2 separate regions of the Mustela erminea genome follow, and region 2 is linked to region 1. Evidence: chromatin contacts called from public Hi-C data. All regions are on one chromosome and are shown on one strand. The core of a region is the stretch at or near the end of the contact, and the rest is flanking DNA. Distances in the headings are between cores, read along the strand shown. Region 1 holds the start of TSPAN1 (tetraspanin-1). Region 2 has its middle 34 kb from the start of P3R3URF.

Region 1 (6,524 bases), core at 2,486-4,985:
CCTTACCCCTTCCATGGTGGTGTTCCACACTTGGGTGAAGTCCTTCTGGGAACCGTAGTCTTGCTTGATGGCGGGCACTACCAGCAACGTCAGGAAGTGTTCAGCCTGGATGGGGCAGGCCGGTGCTCAGGGCCCTGGGGGCCACAGCCCACTTGCAGGGCTCTTCCCCATCTTTCCCCCTTGCCCCGTCCCCTGCTCCTCACCATGGTGGTGTACACCAGGGCGACCACAGCAGCTGCCACCTCCGCGATGAAGATGAGGAGGAGGATCAGGAAGAACTGAATGGGGACCAGAGGTCTGAGTTTAGAAAGAGGCGGTCCCTTGTGCCTTACCTATTGCAACCCACCACCCAGTATGGCAAGGCAGCGGCTCCCTCTGCCGAGGGCCCTGGAATGCAGAGCATGGCTTGGGGATCTCCAGGGCCTGGATTCAAGGGTGAGGGGACCCTGGATCTTGGTTATGGGCCCGGGGAGCTGGGTTTGACACACCATCATGAGGGCACACTTGTTCTCAGTCTGAGCACCGTAGCAGCCCAGGAAACCGAGAGCGAAGAGCACAGCACCGGCAGCGATGAGGAAGTAGCCCACGTTGACGAACTGCATGGCACTGGACGACAGCGGCCCGAAGATCTTCAGGAAAGACGCCCCGTCAATCGACACCCAGATGCCCACGGCCAACAGGGCAACACCACATAGCTGGGGACAGAGAGGCAGGCCTTAAAGCAGTGTGGGCAAGCAGTTCCTTACCACTCATTTGAGATAGGAAGATGGAAAACGAGAAATTTCTCCCTTTATTGGCTAAGGAGCCTAAAAACTCATCCTGTAGGGAGGAAAAACATTCTGTAGAGCCAGAAGGATGGGAGCTGGGCCACCCAAAGCCAGCACCAGGCTGCACACCAATGTAGATATAAATGGAATCGGGGGTTCTAGAAATATCCACAGAATGGGGGAGGGCAAGGCAAGACTTTCCTTCACTGCTGTCAGGGTACTGCTGCATAGCTAGGAGTGAAAACAAGTGGGTGAGGCCAGCTGGGGGGTGAGGGAGGGGCCCTACCCCATTTCCTTGCTGAGCTGACTGCCTCTGTCCTGGGACAGGTGAAACAGTGGGATGGAAGCCACAACAGGCTCAACAGTCACCATAGTAACAGAGGCGGGGCTGAGGTTTACACCTGCTTCCAACCCTGGAGAGGGACTCGGTGAGAAGGGACACCTACCTTGGGGCTCTCCAGGATCAAACTCCAGGCCTGCCCTTCATCTAACCTAGACCTCTCCTTGCCTCACAGGGAAAACTGAGGCATGAGGGATGGAGTGCCACTGGGGGCTGCTCTCAGAGGCTCTCTGGCTCAACCCCAAACCTCATGGAATCCAGAGGCCCAGATCGGGGGAGGTACTGTCCAGATGCCATAGCTTTTAGAGAAAAGCCTCACTGATCCAGGCACCAGTGGATAAATCAGTCTGATTCCACCTAGCTGTCCAGTCCCCAGGTGTAGAAACTGAGGCTAGAACCAGGAATGAGATGCCAGATTGTGGCTGGATCCCAGGCATGTTTGCCCAAGGATAGGGGGCTGGGCTCCCAGCCTACAGGGTCAAATTTCAAGGAGCCTGAGACTTGCCCTGCCTTGCCCAGCCTGGCAAGGCCTGAACAACAGAGGCCAGAAACCAAACCGGATTTGCCTTTAACCCCCTCGGGCCTCTCCATATTGCTGGGATACCCCTGCCTTCTCCAGATACATGGGCAAAGCCTACTTCCCTGAAGCCAAAAGAGGCCCAAGGCATGCACCATATTGGAGTCTGAGAGGTAACACACCCACAGCCCAATTTCTCCAAATCTCTCTATGGGTCATGTCTCCACCTCCTCACCTTCCATTCACTGTAAGCCCCTCTAATGTAGCTCCAAGATCTGTGGTGCCATCCTGCGCTAAATCGGGTAGACACTTCATGAGCCAGACCCTTCTGACGTCTCTGAGATCGTGGGCTTCTTGTTTTCCTCTTGTTGCTCTTTCTCTAGCTGCTTCCAGGTGACCATTTCTCCACATACTCTTTGTAAGTTGGGTTTTGCAGAGTGCTCTTCCCCGCTCCCATGGTTTCACTGACTGTTTGTGGTCCTGTGACTTCCAAACATCTATGTCCAGCTCCAACCAGAGCTGCAACCGCATTGGGTACGCAGCTGCCTGGAGGACATCCCCTGGGTTGCTCAGACCAGAAACATGGGCTTTATCTTCAAAGCTTCTGTTTCCCTCACCCCTCCTTCCGTCCCTCAGCCGCCATCTGAGGGCTTTGTCCTTCATCCATTTTTCCCCGTCCCCACCGTCATCTCCAGGGTCATGCCTCATTACTCAGTTTCCTCTGTTCCTGGTTTCCTGAACAATACCTGATTTCATTGCCTCTGGGCCTTTTTTGCATGCTTTACAACCCCTTCACCCAGCGCAAATGCCCAGTCGCAGCTGTTTCCTCCAGATAGTCTTCTCAGACCAGGGTTTAAGTTTCTCATGGGGTCTCCTATAGCCCCTGTGCTAAGGCCAGACATTATATGTTGCAACTGTCTACCTGGCCTGCTGGACCTGAGATCCTCAGGGGCAGAGAAAGGGCTCACTCACCTTTCCCCCAGCACTTAGCACAGAGTCTTAGGCCATAACTGTTTGTTGAATGAATAGGTGTTTCTTGATCTCTGCTCTGAGGTCTCCGGGCCTCTCTCCTTTCAACTTCCCATCTGTCCTACAGAGCCACTAAATTTCTTTGTACACCAGGTAAGCATGGGCAAACTCTTCCCCTCCCTGTGCCCCCAATGCCTATGAAACAACGGCAATCATTCCTGTTAGCCTATCCCACCTTGCCCTAATTCAGGTCTGAAGCTTCCTGGAAGGGAGGAGCCTCTCCTAAGCTTTTCTATTCCAACTATGGCAGCCGGGCTGCTCCTAAGACCAGGACTCAGTATTTGGGGAGACTTCTGCACCCTAACTGAAAGGGAAAAGTGTGCAACAGAGTCTGGGCCCAGCAATCTCCCATTGCCCAGCTGCTGTGACCTCCTCCCATAGGGAGGCCCGAACAGCCCACAACTCCCATACTTACAAAGATGAGGAAATTGAAGAGGATCATCATGGTCTTAAGGAAGCTGAAACACTGCATGGTGGCTCCTGGGAGGCAGACAAGTGGTAGTTAGGGATTTCTGCTGCCCACCTCTGCTACTACCTGGGCCGGCCCCTGCACTGGGAACCTGCCATACCAGATTCCAGCATCCAGGACCCCTAAATCACCCCGTTTCCCCTACATCTAGCCTCTGACCCCTCAGGGCTTCTCCAAAGTCCTATCCTGACACCCCTGCCTCTCTGTAGGGCCCAGGTCCTCTCCCAGCACCCGACACTGGGATACTGATCCCCCAGCTCTCTCCACAGGCACCCCAAGCCCAACTCCCATACCATACGTCACTCCACGCCCTTCCCTCGCCCCAATATATCCTGGACCCCTCCATCAATCCAACCCTAGGCTCTCAAGACCCTCCCCCATTGGCCTTCCAGTTTCCCAAACCCCGTTTCCAGGTTGATTTTACTTCATAGGATGATCTCAATCCTGTGCCATCACCTGTTCAGGGCTCTTGGTAGTTCTGAAGGAAGGCTCTGCTGAGGCTCCAGAGGGGACAGCCTACGCAAGGGATTTGCCACTCCAGTGGGCAGGCAGTGAGACGGGGCTGGCTCTCCCGCTCCACCGCTCACCTGCAGGCGGGGCAGCCTTTTTAAAGTCCTGGGCTCACCTTCCCGCCTGCCCAACCCCACAGCCAGCCAACCTCTTCCTTCCCTGCTGCCCCCTGCTGCCTGGAGATCTGTCCCCATAGCCACCAGAGCCGCAGGCCTCCTGGTCGTCGGCCTGGCAACGCCAACCAAAGCAACACCCTTCCAGATCCGAAGGAGGAAGAGAAGTGGGAGGGTAAACAAGTGGCCTTCTGAACTTCGTGCGCCCTCGAACACAGAGCCGCTGGCCTGCGGATCCATTCCTCCATACCCCGTGCGCTCCCGGGCCCACTCATCTGCCCAAGCAGCCGTCTATGGAGGCACCCACAGATCCACACACAAACACCTAGCCGTGCCCATGAGTGCACACGCACGTGTCACACACACTCTGTGCTGTGTGTGCACTGACTCCCAGCAACTGAGAAACCACAAAGCAACCTCGGAGGGACATACCTAAAGTCTGTCTCCCCGTCTCTGCAAGAAAATGACCCAGGTTTAGCAGCTTCTACCCCCTTCTCTGAGGAGCAAATGACTTCTGGTCCTTTTCCCTCTACAGAATCTCAGTTTCCCCATCTTTCTCCTCCCTTCCTCTTTTCTCCTTACCCGTCTCCCTCCCGAGGTTTTGTCCCCCCCCCCCCATCCGGAGTTCTTAGCAATGGGCGTCCAGCAAGCGCCCCTTTCCTTTCTGCCAGCAGGTGGCGCCATGATCCCACAAAAGCATCACCTCCACTTGTAAGACTCCGCAGTCCCAGTGTGAACCCTTCAAGGGCTTCACTTGGACCCCTGCCTGTCTCTTTCCACTGCCGGTCCTCCTTTCCACTCCAGTGCTCCGGATATCGAGGTGCTGGGGAAGTTCTGGCTTTGGAGTCATTCAGACCAGGTACTTCCATGTTACTTCTGCTGCTGCTTAACTGTGCGACCTGGGGCGGGGTTTGGGGGGGCTCGTGGATTTCTTAGTCTTGATTTTAAGCTTAGGCTGGTCTATATAAGAAAATAGTTATAGGGATCTTAAAGATTTTATTTATTTATTTGACAGAGAGAGCTCACAAGTAGGCAGAGAGGCCAGCAGAGAGAGGGGGAAGCAGGCTCCCGGCTGAGCAGAGAGCCTGATCCGGGCCTCAGTTCCAGGACCCTGAGATCACTACCTGAGTGAAAGTTTAACCCACTGAGCCACCCAGGCGCCCTATAGGGATTTTAAATAAGATTTTATTGTAAAGATTTTATTTATTTATTTGACAGAGAGAGATCACACTGAGCCACCCAGGCACCCCTTAAATAAGACCTTAAATAAGATTTTCTCTGGGACAAACAGGAATGACCACAGAGTGGGAAGGTCAGAGTGTGGAGAGTCACAGCCAGAGGGGGTGAGAGATGGAGGAGGTGGACTTTAAAAAAAAAAAAATTTAGGGGCGCCTGGGTGGCTCAGTCATTAAGTGTTTGCCTTGGCTCAGGTCATGATCCTGGGGTCCTCAGATCTAGCCCCGAATTGGGCTCCCTGCTCAGCAAGGAGCCTGCTTCTCCCTCTCCCACTCCCCTCACTTGTGTTACCTCTCTCCCAATGTCTCTATTCTGTCAAATAAATAAATAAAATCTTCAAAAAAATTTTTTTAAATGTAAATATAGTTGACACTAATTTTTTTTTTTAAAGATTTTATTTATTTATTTGACAGAGAGAGATCACAAGTAGGCGGAGAGGCAGGCAGAGAGAGAGGAAGGGAAGCAGACTCCCGGCTGAGCAGAGAGCCGGATGCGGGGCTCGATCCCAGGACCCTGGGATAATGACCTGAGCCGAAGGCAGAGGCTTTAACCCACTGAGCCACCCAGGCGCCCCAATTTTTTTTTTTGAGATTTTATTTATTTATTTGACAGAGACAGTGAGAGAGGGGATACAAGTGGGGCAAAGGGAGAGGGAGAAGCAGGCTTCCCGCTAAGCAAGGAGCCTGATGCAGGGCTCTATCTCAGGACCCTGGGATCATGACCTGAGCCAAAGGCAGACTCCCAATGACTGAGCCACACAGGCACCCCTAATTTTGGTTTTTCTATAATGGGAGGAAACAGCTGAAGAAACTGGAGAGAAGGGGCCAATAACACTAATATCTGTGTAGATCATATTTTAAATGCATTACATATATTGTCTTTTCCCCCCTTGTCACAAAATTCCTATGAGATAGATTCTCTTTTCTCCCTTTTTTAAATATGGGGAAACATAGCCACAGGAAGGTTAAGTACTTCCCATGATCACACAGCTTGTAAGTGGCAGATCCAGGATTCACCCCTAGTCGGTCTGATGCTAGAGTCTCTACCTTAACCACCAAGCGACTGTCTATAGTGATGGGATCTCTAAGTGAGGAGGAGCAGACTTCCAGAAAGAACAGGAGAGGAGGCCTTGGGCTGGGTCTTGAGGAAGAAAATGGCCAAGGCCAAGTGGGTTTATAGGTGCAGTGGCTAGAAGTTGATGGGAGCAAGGACCATTTTCTAAGACTGAGGATAGCAATAGAAGATGGAAGGGGTGTGAGGACTTTTAGGGTGGTGCTGAGGCCCCCAGAGTCTCCTAGCAAGTTTCTACAGGAACAGAGAAGATGGAAGCTTGGAAGGAGGGCTGGAGGTGGAGTAAGAGGGAAGAGAGAGGGGGCGAATGTCCACCACTCCACAACAACTCAGTGCAAGGCCTGGCAGAGCCACTCACATTTCTGTCTGCTATAAGAAAGGGTTGATACAACTTACGTTGCCCTAAGGACCTAGGTGTTCCTCCAGCTGCACTAATTCATGGCTTTCTCTTTCCCCTCAGGAAGAATGGGAG
Region 2 (6,524 bases), core at 1,392-3,891, 37 kb after region 1:
GGATCTAGCCCTGTGTTGGGCTCTGTGCTTAGTGGGGAGTCTGCTTGAGATTCTCTCCCTCCCTTTGCCTGCATCCCCACCTTAAATAAAGTAAATAAATAAATATTTAAAAAAATTGTTTGTTTATTATTTATTTGACAGAGAGAGAGAGCAAGAGCACAAGCAGGGAGAGCAGCAGAGGGAGGGAGAGAAGCAGGCTCTCTACTGAGCAGGGGGAGCTTGATGTATGGGGCTTGATCCCAAGATCCCAGGATGATGAATTGAACGGATGGCAGACAGTTAACTGACTGAGCCACCCCAGCACCCCTAAACAAATATTTTTTTAAAAATTTAAAAAAGAAAGGAAGGAGGCAAAGAGGAAAAAAAATTCCAAAGTAGCAGGTTGTGACCCAGGAGTTTGAGCTCTTAGAGCTGAATTTAATCCACACCCAGGCCAAATATAATTCTCCAGGATGGAAATGGTCCAGGACACCAGAGCTAACATTCTCTGCCTTTGCCAAAGAGCCTGAGGTGGTTTGATGACATGCAGTCACAACCTCACTTTTATTTCCCAACTGAAGGAAAGTAAGGCCAGCATCATATGACAGGTGCTTCCCACCATAGCAGGGCAGTGGTTCCAGACCCATTCAAAGGAAATGTGCTTCCCCTTGATTCATCGTTGCCTCTTGCATCACTGTTATTTTTTGGAGGTCTCCTATTCAAAGCTTTACTTGTTGGATAGTTGGATCATATAATTTTAGGTGGCAGGATTGACTCAAGCTTTACCCCAAGTGCCAGTGTTGAGGATCAGACTATATACTGTGCTGCTTCTTCACTGTATTTCTCCAAGTCTTAGGTTTGGGAAAGGCTGGGTGATTGCTCTGCATTTTAAAAATTGAAACCCCACCACTAAATGATGTAAAGTGGTCCAGGCAAAAGCTGCTGTGGAAATCTGAAAGCCATTATCTTTTCCACACTTCCTCTCTTCACCTTCATTTTGTTTGGGAATGCACAGGGACACCCGTGAACAAAAATAAACCAACTTGCCCTTGACTGATTGTTCTGCCTTTCGAGTTATCACATGTGAGTACTTCTGGCTCCCAGATATGGTGAAGTTAAGAGACTGCTGGGAAGCCATCCACAAATTAGAGTTGATCTTCCAGCATCTCCTACCTAGAGAAAGGGCTCAGGACATTCAAATTAGCAACATGCCCTATCCCAAAGTTGATCTGGCTTTTGAATCAGGTTTGGATTTCAGAAATGTAAAAAAAAAAAAAAAAAGAAAGAAAAGAAAGCATGCAAGAATCCTGATGTATTTCCTCAGTTCAAACCTGTTCACTTACTCTTACTGGCCCTTTTTAATTCAAGACTCTACACAGAGACCATACACATTTGGCTCCCAGGAACTGTCTCAACTTAGCACACCTTTAAGGAAGGCAGGCTCACTTTAGGAGGTAGAGGGTGAAACGTGGCAACTCTTCCACAGGAAGGAATCAATATAGTAGAGCCACTCAGGGTAGGAGGTTTCACTAGGGCTTAAATCAGGTTGTCAACCCAAACACAATGGGCTTTGTTGCTCCTGTGTAAAGAGGAAATGGAACAGTTTTTGGCCTCCCTAGACTGTATTGTAGGCTATGCAGGATGGCAATTCCAGGCATAACCTTTGGAAGACAAAAATCTGCTTTTGGCTATTCAGTGTTCCCCAGCAAGTTAATTAGCTGTTTCTGAAATGCATGGTAATATTCAGCATTTTCATAGTGAAGCCCATCATAGTTTTAAGCTTGAGGAAGGGACTGGGTGTATACGGAAGGTGGTCTGTCAGGCAAACAGAATAGGGCCCTTTTGGCTGGGGATTCTAACACCTGTGATTTTTCTCAAATCACACACGCACTGTAATTTCAAGGCATGTTTTCTGGCGTGAGCAATCGAGCTGAGGGGCCTGCTGCAGCTCCCTATTTATTTCAGGTCTGGGTTCGAAAGTCCTTGGGTGGGAAGCGCAGAGAAACTGCGAAATGCCTTCTTAAGAAAAGCCTAACTGCTCAAAGGAAGAAGCCGGGACTGGGTTGTGGTAGCGGCCTGGGAAGGCTACCGGGCGCCATGGGCATCTCCTCTCACCGAGGGGTAACGGTCCTGCAAGTGAGTTTAGGGATCTTTTCTTTATTTGACAACTTATTGCGGGGGATGGGGGCTGTCCCAGCCCAGTAAAGAGGTCTGTGGGGAGGGACCCTGCCCGGGGACTTCCTAAGGACCAGAGGAGCGCACGTCCCGCCAAGTGACAGAACGCGCCCCTCTCAGTCCGCTCCCCTCCCCCGCAGCGTCTCCGGGCAGAGGTGTCTAGCGCAAGCTCGTCTCCCCCCCCCCCCCCCAAAACCCCCACTCGTCCGGCCCGACTGAGCCTCAGCGGGAGCCCCGCCTGTCTCCGGGCAGCATGAGCCCCTGAGCGCTCGCCCAGCCTGTCAGTAACCGCCGTTTGCGCTTTCTTTCTTTCTTTCTTTTTTTTTCCTCCTCTTCTTTTCTTTTCCCCCTCTGCCTTTGTCCCGCTTAGTAACTGGGCTCTGACCAATCGCCGCCTTGCCGGCCAACGCCGGCTGGCTCCTGATTGGTCCGCTTGGGGCGCGCAGCCGTCTCCCGCTCCTTTGCTGGAAGAAGGCAGACAAAAGACGCAGGCTCCAGGCTCCGGCAACCCAGCTCAGCCAATCACCACTCACCTTATCCTCTCTTTCTACCCCCCTCCTTCCCTCTCTCTTCTCCCTCCCCTCCTGGCTCGCGTGCTCCCGGCACTGACTCCTGGCGTGCGGCCAGCGCCCGGACTGTACCATTCTTATTGAGGCTGGGGGGAGAGAGGATGAATGATTAAGAAGTCGAAACGCAGAGAGCGTTGGGGAGAGTTGAAAGCCGAAGTGGAGGACGGCTTTCGGAACGCTTGCACAGGCACCTGACAGAATCCCCCTTTAATCGAGTTGGTATAGACGGGAAGGAGCAGTAGTGATGTCGCCTTCCCCCCCTGCCCGGTGCTGTTGGGTGGTACCTCAGCGGGGGAGCGTGAGGCGGGGGAGGGTGTCCCTCTCCGCGCCGTTAAAATGAAACTCTAGTGGCTGGAGTCAGGGCAGAGCGTGAGGGGAGCCGGCACTGGCGGGTTTACTTACTGCCCGGCGGGAGCGCCCAGCCGGGCAGAGCTAACTGGACTTTCCGACGGGCCCCCATCTCGAGGCTACAGCAGCTTCGGTTCCGAGCTTGACTGGAACGGAGCCCGAGTCCCGGCCCCTGAGGGGATCGCTCTCTGCAGACCAGTGGGACCCCGAAACTTGAATGCAATACCCACCCCCCTTTTTATGCCTTCCTTTGTCACTTCCTCACCTTTCTCCCAGCGCGTTCTTTTTATCTCCCCCTCTTCATTCTCCCTCCCTCGAAGGACACAAAAGTGGCTGCCGAGGAAAGATTTGGAGGCAGTGGGAGCTTTTCTCTTTGGAGAGCGACTGTGTGGAAGGGATTTTTGGGAAGCTGCTTTTTAACATCTCAGCCCTCTGCCTTCACCCCCCACCCCCCCGCCCCAAGCCTCCCTGTACCTCTCTGAGGAGAAAAAGCCCGTAGACTGAAAGTTCGGGGGGCATTTTGCTGGGTGCCGTAAGAGGAGACGGGGGAGGACTTCCATCCTCGTCCTGGTAGTTGGCTGGACTTGTACCGGCCGTTGGAAACCCAGAAGTATATATCCGTGTGGGACTTTACAGATCTATATTTTTAGATTTTTAAATATCAGATAAAAAATATATATGCTTTCTATATATTTCCTGACGACCTGCCCCTGACAGCGCGATGTACAATACGGTGTGGAGTATGGACCGCGATGACGCAGACTGGAGGGAGGTGATGATGCCCTATTCGACAGAACTGATATTTTATATTGAAATGGATCCTCCAGGTACTTGGGGAGAGAAAAAGAATCTTGTGATGGGTCTGATTTGTATATAACTAGACCTTGGTGCTGTTTTCAGGGCACAAGTGTTCCTGGGAGCGCTAGGTTTGGGATGAGGGGCAGATTTGCAGTTAGAGCTGCAGTAAAACTGCTTCTGGTTTATCCGTTTAAAGTTTGCAGTTAGGACCCTGATCCTATTGTCCTGCGAGGGTGGGGGTGGGGGCTGGAGTGGGGGTGGGAGGAAAGACCCGTTTCTTTCACTTCGTGTCGTTCAGGTTTTTGTTGTGCCCCCCTCCCCCCTTTTTTTCAATTAAAGATTCTTCTACCTGCAAAGGATGCTTTATACCCGAGCCTTGAACTCAAGCCTTTTCCTTTGGGGGAATTCTTTAAAGCTTGTCATTTCATACGTTTGTCTTATTTGGTTCCTTGTGTTTTACCTTCGTTAACTTCTGAAACTGGGTTGCCTATATGATTATTCATTTTAAGACCCCCTTTTTCTCTTACAGAAACCAAATGCCGGTTAGTAATTTTCAGGGATTGGGGCGTTTTTATTCAGTCATGGTCTTAGTCTGAGGTTTTTCTTCTCAGGATATAGTCTCTCAGACAGATCTACGTGCAGTATTTTATTACTCGTTAATTTATGGTGATTTCACTTAATTTATGGGATAGGGTTTAATATAACTTCAATTCTTAGACTAAAAAAAGGAGGAATCCTTTTTGTGTGAATCTATGTGATGTGTACATATATGTGATAGGTTCGAATACACATAATGTAAAGTATACATATACTGTATTTTTACTTCAGAGCTTTGTCTGAGACCCTTACAGACATTTTGTGTATCTGGTAAGAAAGGAAAAGGAAGGGAAAATGGAAAAGTTGGGTAATTGTTTTTCTTTAAATTCTAACCTCATTTTATGATTATTAGCTGTCAAATTTTCAAACCCTTTTTTGCAGTTACAGATAGTGCTTTACGTAATGATTTGGAATAAGTAGAGGGCCTTTGTGACTCCTTATTTTTGTTGAGGATGAATTGGTTATGTCTTAAAAATGTGTTGCAGTTAAGCTTACAAAATAAATTATGTGTCATTGGGGAACCTCAATTATTATAAGACTATGTATTTTTGGAAACCTTTGAAAGGATTGGAGCCTATGCAAGTACAATGAAGTATAACTGTTTTGTAGAATGTTTATAGAAATTATTTGTGTCCTTGTGAGCTGTAAATTATCTTTAGTTTTTTTTTTTTCCAGTTAGAGTGTTAAATGATGCTATATTAAAAACTCCTATTAAATCAGCCTTTTTTACTCTTTATGATAATTTATAATTTTTCTCTTTCCCTTCATTTTGGAGCTTTCTTTATTTGCTTTTGTCATTGTGACTGCAATCCAGATGCAGCCTTTCAGTGTTTTGCAAAGTTTGTAAGATTTGCCACCCATCTATTGTGTGTATTTCCCCCTTTGTTTCCCCCTAACGGTAAAGCATCATTTCTATTAGATGCATTTGTCATTCATGTAAATGAAAATTTAATACATCATTGATTTCTCCTGTAAAAAGTAAAGTTAATAATTCTAGGTTTTTATTATAAGAATTATATATTCAAACTGCCTCAGAATCACTATATCATAGTATCTTGCCTTGCAGACATACAAAGGGAATTTGTTGGGCGGAGAGGTGAATAGGGAGGAGGGGAGAAAATGAAGAAGGAACTAATGTTTGAAAAATTTGGGCCCAGTGGAAAAATATTGGCCAAGTTCAGTTGAGTTGTCCAAAAGTGGTTTAAAAAAAAAGTTGACTGTTATAATTATGTAGTGATGTGGGTCTTATAAGGTTGTATAGAAAATTCTGATCCAAACATTGTGCATTTACATAGAAATAAACTTCTGAGTTTAAAATGCTGATCCTTGGATGAAATTTTGCATACTGAGATTCTATTCAGAGTATTGGAAGTATGCATATGCCGCTCTTTATTACTCATTTTGTAGTATTAGTGTAGATTATGGTTAGTTATACCTAACAGCTTTTAATAAAGGAAGCACACTTGAGTATGCTGGAATATTGCCTGTGATGCAGTGGCTTTTAATGGAAATAATGTGATGCCAGTCTTGTTTTGTGTGACAAATTAAGGTTTTGAAACACTTAAAACTAAGTAAATTATTAGTGAAGAGGTTGCATTGCAGCATGTCTTCTATCTGTCTTCTTCCTACCTTCTATCCCAGCTCAAGCTCTTATTTCCTGACTGGACTGCTTTGATAGTGTTCTTACTGTTCTCCCTGTTTCTACTTTGTTCAGTCCACAGTATTATTCAAGTACCGTCTGATGATTTGCCTTCCAGTGGTAAATCTCCCAGTGACTTTGAAAACCTTCCAGTGCCTTTCCTTTGCCTATTAAAAAGAGTCCCAGATTGCTTACCTTGTCATTTAAGTCCCTGTTTTTTTTTTTGTTGTTGTTTTTGTTTGTTTCCAACCAAGTTTTCCAGTCTAGTTTCTTACTAGAGTCCATCACAGGTTCTGTGGAAAGCTATTTTATATTTGCTGTTTCTTGAATGTCTGCTTTTTCCTCTTCCAGGGATGCTTTTCACTTGTTGAAATCTTACATGTGTAAGATCTACGTTAGATGCCTTCTTTGCTAGGATA

Evidence for each region. A called contact is a pair of places that touch in the nucleus more often than the background predicts.
Region 2: a contact with region 1 is called in a Hi-C map of fibroblasts, with 2.6 times the contacts expected there. The contact joins the enhancer-like site here to the promoter of TSPAN1 in region 1. A contact is called at or near these places in 3 of 3 Hi-C or Micro-C datasets (fibroblasts, skeletal muscle and spleen).

Annotation. Positions count from the first base shown.
Region 1 is chr10:73,632,605-73,639,128 of mMusErm1.Pri, forward strand. TSPAN1 (tetraspanin-1) reads right to left here and starts at 3,736. Exons shown (of 7, transcript XM_032361017.1): 1 at 3,579-3,736; 2 at 3,069-3,133; 3 at 489-695; 4 at 7-105. The coding sequence starts at 3,125. LOC116600744 (a long non-coding RNA gene) reads left to right here and starts at 1,243. Exons shown (of 3, transcript XR_004289788.1): 1 at 1,243-1,797; 2 at 4,417-4,604; 3 at 6,513-6,524.
Region 2 is chr10:73,671,135-73,677,658 of mMusErm1.Pri, forward strand. No RefSeq gene overlaps it. Among named protein-coding and RNA genes, the nearest start is that of P3R3URF, 34 kb to the left of the region's middle. Within about 2 kb of position 2,642, the one cell type or tissue checked has open chromatin away from gene starts, as enhancers often do. A contact at or near this core is called in fibroblasts, where this site is marked.